Regions from separate parts of the Sus scrofa genome. Here region 1 is linked to region 2. A link is a contact called in public Hi-C data. All regions are on one chromosome and are shown on one strand. Each heading gives the region's core, a stretch centred on a gene start, on an enhancer-like site or on the middle of the called end of the contact. The rest is flanking DNA. Distances are from core to core; before and after follow the strand shown.

The links. A called contact is a pair of places that touch in the nucleus more often than the background predicts.
Region 1: a Hi-C map of skeletal muscle shows a contact between it and region 2, with 9 times the contacts expected there. The contact joins two enhancer-like sites. A contact is called at or near these places in 21 of 47 Hi-C or Micro-C datasets (adipose tissue, alveolar macrophages, embryonic fibroblasts and 12 more) and 2 of 2 datasets of contacts at active chromatin or transcription factors (alveolar macrophages and skeletal muscle).

The regions. Positions count from the first base shown.
Region 1 is chr6:71,087,944-71,091,177 of Sscrofa11.1, forward strand. No RefSeq gene overlaps it. Among named protein-coding and RNA genes, the nearest start is that of MIR9861, 26 kb to the left of the region's middle. Within about 2 kb of position 1,323, at least 8 of the 83 cell types and tissues checked have an H3K27ac peak or open chromatin away from gene starts, as enhancers often do.
Region 2 is chr6:70,772,697-70,775,756 of Sscrofa11.1, forward strand. All of the region lies in intron 2 of PEX14 (peroxisomal membrane protein PEX14), which reads left to right. Among named protein-coding and RNA genes, the nearest start is that of PEX14, 36 kb to the left of the region's middle. Within about 2 kb of position 1,310, at least 7 of the 83 cell types and tissues checked have an H3K27ac peak or open chromatin away from gene starts, as enhancers often do.

The sequences.
Region 1 (3,234 bases), core at 73-2,572, 320 kb after region 2:
TCTGCGGCTCCCCAGCTGTGTGTCCGTGGGCTTGTCCCCCAAGTGCCACCAGCTTTCACTTCCTGAGAGGGGCCCCTGGCTCTGGTGCCCTCGGAAAGGGGCAAGGCCCAGGGTCCACTCCTGAGAGAGGGGGACCCCAGCCCAGGCTTGAGAGGCTCTGGGGAAGGTCGGATGGGACGTGCCCACCCACCAGCTGGGCAGCCAGGCTTTCTCCATCTCCACTGGAGCTTGGAGTTGAGGGTGGGAGTCCCAAGGCCCCTTCCCTTCTGATCCCACACCCTCTCCTGTCCCTCCCCTGGGCCCTTCCCCCTCCCCCCGGCACAGCCCCAGGGTGGCCCTCGTTACACCCCCCTCCCAGGCCGGTAACTCAGCCTGGAGCCAGGAGAAGCAGCGGCTTCAAGGTCAGTGGGGAGGAGCTCGCGGGCAAGGGGAAGATGGGGCTGCGATACCCCCACCACTGCCACGAGGACAGGGGGCAGAGAGGGCCCCCTCTGAAGCGCCATGACCCTGGGCTGCAGGGCAGTGGCGGGAGCGAAAGCACAGCCCCTTCCCCCAGCCAGGAGCCTGGGCCTCTGCTCGTATATCTGTCCCTGGATAATGTATATCCAGCTTATGGAAAATATTCATAATGCTCCTTACACCAAACTGGCCCCCTTCCATAGTGCGTGATCTAAAATTAAATCCATTTCAAATATACAGTAGATCGAGTCAAGCTAATATAAATGAAACATGATTAATAGGCAGAACGCCGGGCTGTCCTCCTTTGCAGGGACGGGGAGGCAGGGCTGGGGCCACTCTAACTCTCCCTCCCCACAGCCCCCGGGGCTCCTGCGGCTTCCATGGCCCGGTCTTCACCCCAAACTCCCCTCCCCCCCTGCACCTGAAATATGGCCCAACCCTGGAATTTGCCCAAATGGTGCCAGGCTGCTGGAGCAGAGCGGATAAGAGAGTGGACTTTGGTGTCAGGACAGAGCCGAGACCTGGAGCACATGACCTGGTCTCACCAAGGCTCAGTTTTCTCACCTATACAATGGGAAATCAACAACCCCTGCCTTAGAGGGTCGTGAGTGGTCAGAGAGATGAGAACACAGGCGACCAGCCTCCCAATAATGACAGCGAGCATTGCTAGGGTGTCCCCAGAAGTCTGCTGTGTCGGCCCCCGTGGTAGTGGAGATCTGTACCCCCACCGACCCCCCACCGACCCCCCATCGGCAGAACAAGGACCAGCCAGAATTCCTGCCATTGCAGGAATATGCTGGGTGGGTTATTTTTAGTTCCTTGGCAAGTGACTGTTACTGACCAAATGTTCCCACCACTGGGGACAGACTCTGCTAAGAGGGCACTTGTGTGCTGAGCCCAGGGTGGGGAGGGTGTTTATGGCCGGTCCCCAGGGGCTCCATGTGCGTCCCTGTCGCACACACATTTTGGACCCGGTTTCTGTGGCTGCTGGCGGAGCTGGGGGAGCAGCAGGGCTTGGGTGGAGCAGGGCAGCACACAGGCCCGGCCATTCTCTCTTCCCCGGCTGGGCACGTGGGCGCCACACCGAGGACGCTCCTCGGGTGGAACGAGAAGCAATGTCACCCTTGCTCGGCAAGGAGTGTAGCTCTCGGCCTGCTGGCCAGCACGTCACGTCCCTCCCTCCAGGAAAGACCTGACTTCCACGGGCTGCGTGTGTGTGTGTGTGTGTGTGTGTGTGTGTGCGCGCACGCGCACGTGTGTCACGTGTGTGTCTGGGCATCGCCTTTTGGGTGCTGTCCTGTTCCAGATATGGGTGCCCCTTCCTACTGTCTGGACCCCTCACTCACAGTGCTCCTGGGTGTCTCAGCCCCACACCATAACCCCCATTGCAGGTGATCTTCTGAACTTCCTGTGTCCTTGCCTCACCAGGGGAACCCCACCTTTTGTACAAGCCCCCAAGTCCCGGGTTGTCTTCATCCCTGCAGATACATCCCTACTGCTTGTCGTTTCGTTTTCTCCCCGAGGGGTGGGAAGAAGACAAGCCCCACAGGGAGGGAGGGGATGGCGTTGGCTCTTTCCTTGTCATTGGCCATTTGCTGCCTGCTTCACCAGGCGTGTTTTGAGCATGTTTGCATAAAGTGGATGCAGGCTGCAATTCCGTGATGAATTCTATGAATACTAATCCGCTACTACCCTTGACCTTGGGGTCACCGAAAGATCAAAACCAAACCATTTAATATTTTCCTTTTGCAGATCAATAGAAGCATAAATTCCCCCTCAATGACAAGTATAATTTCAAACAGATCTATAGAAGGCATGCGTGCATTTCCAGCCACAGACACTTGCTGCCTGCCTGGCCTTTTGGGGAGCAGACAAGGAGTTTCTTGCCTTTTCTACCATTGAATTTCTTTTTGCCTTTTTTTTTTTATGGCTCTGAAATGCTATTTTCAGCAGCTGCTGTCATATAAATATCTCTTGTTTTTCTTCTCCTCTTTCCCTCCTGGTGAAAAGGGCAGGGGACCTATTGAAAATTCCGCTTTATCTCTTTCAGTCGGGTTCAAGTACAGGTCGAATAATCGATCCCTCCTCCTTTTCTTTTTTAAGTTTCCTGTCGTTCTTTTGGCCGGATCAGCAGTGGCGAGCAGCTCTCATTTGCAGATCCTCTCAGGTCTCTGTTGCTGGGTTTGTGTGCGGGTGTACGCGTGCACACGTGCTGTCTGGAATTGGGGACGGGAGGGGGGGATGGGGGGGTCACTGAGTGTGTGAGTGGACCTTTGTGCCCACGACCATGGACGCTCCTGCGAGTTCAAACTCTCATCCAGAACTTGAGGAGGGAGGAAATAGAAAATCCTGAAAAAGTTGAAGGCTGGAGCGGGCATTGTTAACCCCTTCAGTTCCCAGGCAGAGCCGGGATGGGACTGGGTGGTCTCCCAGCTGACTTTCCAGGCTGCAGCTTCGCGTGCACCTCGCCAAAAGCCTTTGTATGAACACAGCACTGAGAAGAGGGGGAAGTTGCAAAAAGAAGAAGGGAGGGGGGAACACAACAAAACAAAACTGGAGGCCGAGGGGGAAAAAAGCAAAAGAAAAGAGAAAGAGAATTAAACCATTCATCTACCCAGATTTTCCACTTCACAGAGTAATCAGTTTGGAAGTGATTGAAACAAAGTGGAAGGCACGACTGTCACCCCCGCCCTCCGGTCCACGTTCCTTATTTACAGAAAAAAGGGGGTCTCCCTGCCCCCCCAAAAGGCCCCCATGTCCGCCCCAGTGAGGGAC
Region 2 (3,060 bases), core at 60-2,559:
TTTTTTTTTTAAAAAAAGAGGAGGATGAGAAATCTTGTTCATCCTAAATTTGGCGAGCACCTGAGCTCCCTGGCTGCCCGGCCTGGCCTCGAGGTGGGAAGAGCTGAGCGCCGTTCGCAGAGGAGCAGGCGCGCTCCTCCAGCTGGCTGCTCCCCCCTTGTGGAGCCGTGCCAGGCCTCACCACAATTCATACTGTGTCAGTTTAATAAATGCACTACTTAAATTATGAAATTACAAAAGAAAAAAGAGAATGCACTTATTCAGACTCTTAATACATTAAAAATAAGGCATTAAAACTCTGACTTTTTTTTTTCTTCCAGAATCAATAATGAACAGGAAGGGTTGTAGACATTAACAGTCATGGACATTCAAACTCTTATACATAAATTATCTTAGAAAAATGCACATAAGACTTGAATAATGTAAATACATTAATGCATTTAATAATTTAAACATTAAAGCGCAAGCAGGAATTTGAGGCAGAGGCTGTTCCGAGGTAAGGGATTGGTCCTAGAACGAGTGTGCCCTAGGATCGATGGGTGATTTCCCCTTGAGACACCCTGGAAAGAGAGTGCCTCACCGGCTGCTGTGAGCTCCCGTGCCAAGACTCCCTGGACATTCCTGAACTCAGCTACCTCCCAGCGCCTTATTTTTGCATATCCCGACCTTCGTCCTCAATTCCACGGTCTCTCTAGTCCTATGCTTCTAATTGTTTGTTAGAAAATTAAATGCTTCCACTTCAGAGAACAATGAACTTTGAGAATGTCTTGGTTGGAAAACCAAGCCAAATTAAAAAAATCCTTCCCCCAGCTCTGGCTGCTTGTGATTCGGAAACATGGAAGTGGCGGCTCCTTGTAGTCGACCGCTGGTACGCTCAGCCCGGAACACCACTGCGGCACCATGGGCAGTGGATCCAAGCTGCGATAGGCTGACGGATTTGGAGACGGATCTGTGGGGAGGCGGTGATGGAGTACTGTGAGCCTCTGGGTGTCGGGCATCAAGACAGCAGGTGGCCACGCCAGGCAGCAAAATGGGCCCATGGAGGTAGGCTCAGCCGCCAGTGATCCTGCCTCGCTTTAATTTGAGGGTTTAACCGTTGAATGGACTGATATCACTGTTTTTCTCCCCCTTTCTTCCAAAATCGTATTCACAACAGCAGAAAGTCACTGTAAGTTAAAGCCCCCCTTTTCTGGCAGAACATGGAACTCCCGAATTCAGTTTTTGACATCTACACTTTAAAGCGCCCTGGGAAGAACTAAGAAGCTAGGACAGCGTGCCTCACCTTGTCATTTATTAACCCCAGCACTGTTCTCCAGTGGTTCCTTAGCCTCGTTTTAAAGCCCAAATCACAGATGAGAAACTGGGAAAACCTCAGGCAGTGGGTGACTGGGGACGTCGTCTGGGAACTTGTTCTCTACCTGCAGAAGAGACAGACACATGTGTTTATCTGGTCGATAAAGAAAGTGTTGCCCTGCTGGGTTTGCTGTAGGCCTGAGGGACCCTTGAGAAATGGTTATCAGATGGTAGTGACTGGACCAAACCTGTTTTTATTATTGCCAAATCTGTTGGAGTCTTTTATCGAATCTCAGATCTCCTACCTGAAACTTTACCTGGGGTCGTCTTGATTTGACCCAGGCCTTGTCTGTTCCAGCATCTGTGGCTTTGTTTGCAACCGTTTCCAGTCTTTGTTGCAGCCAAAGGCAGCCTGCTTTCCAGCGCACGAAGTCATAAGCCAGCTTTTAACCACTTTAGGAGAGCGGCTGTAGGCTGTCCTGGCACGCGCAGCAGCTACAAATGGTATCAGGCTGTGCTGCCCAGAGCCGCCAGAAGGAAAACCAGTTCTTTCAAAACTAGTCATCAGGTATCGGTTTAGAAAGGAGTAGTATCAAGAATCAGTGAGGACCACCAGGAACAGATCTCGCGGTCAGTTTGTCGTCCTTGGGCCATGCACAGATTCTTCTCTTGACCTTGGGAACAGTATCCTCAACGTCACGACCCCTCTCACCCTGTTTTGCTTTGAAGATCCACGGCTTGCCTTACAGTTTTACTCCAGCTTGGGGATGACCGTCACTCCTAGGCCTGTTGTGTTCACTTCTTTCCCAGAGTTTTCAGGGCCCATCTGTTACTTGTCCGGCCTGGAGCAGCGGCTGTCTGCCCTGCCTGTACCCTCTGCATTTCATCCCAGCAGAGAGAGGGACGCGAGTAAAATCAGGGGGTGCATGCAGACTGGGGGGAATCTGATTCTCTTTGGATTTTGCTGTCACACCCAGGAAAGCTTCCTTCTCTTCCCTTAAGTTCCAAGAAATGTTTTATGGCCTAAACCGCATAATAGGCTTGTGCCTGGTTGGGATGTGGCGGGGAGAAGGGGGGGCACCTTCACGCTCCTGTTGAGGTGCAGAGTGCTGGTTGCCATCAGGCCCAGAGAGCAGATAGCACTGATCAGAGGTCAGCTCACCCCTGTGATATATCCCTTATGCAGATTTCCTTTGAAGAGAGAGGAGTCAGGTTCATTAATTAAAGGAGCCTGGCTCGAGCGCCCTGTAATTATAGGTGCTAGAAATCTGAATTTTAAGAGGTCTCTGCAGCTGCATTTTGAAAAATGTAGGGAGGCACTGAGAAATACAGGCTGTGGGCAAGAATGTGGCGGAACCAGATTTGGGAGGTTCGGGTTTTGGCAGAATTCCCCTTCAAATTCATATTTATTTTTCCTACCTTTTTTTTTTTTTTTTTTTAAGGAGAAGCTGAAATCTGATTTTTTTTTTTTTTAATGAGGGTTATAGCCTGTGACAGGCTGGTATTGTCAGCGTGGAGGACAGAAAGGAGTGGCTGTAAACTGACAGATGCTTAGTTTTTAAGTCAGGAAGGAATGTCTTTGGACCCTAGGGATGCAGGGTTTGAAAAAAAAAATTTTTTTTTCTTTCTTGAAATGAGTGAGGGGAACAGGGAACAGACAGTTAATTTGAATGTAATCTAGGGAGATGAGTCCTGGGCACAGGTGGGACTCCAGAACCTTTGTACCTGCTTCTCTTCCCCATAACAGTGTCACCTCCTCTGTCATAA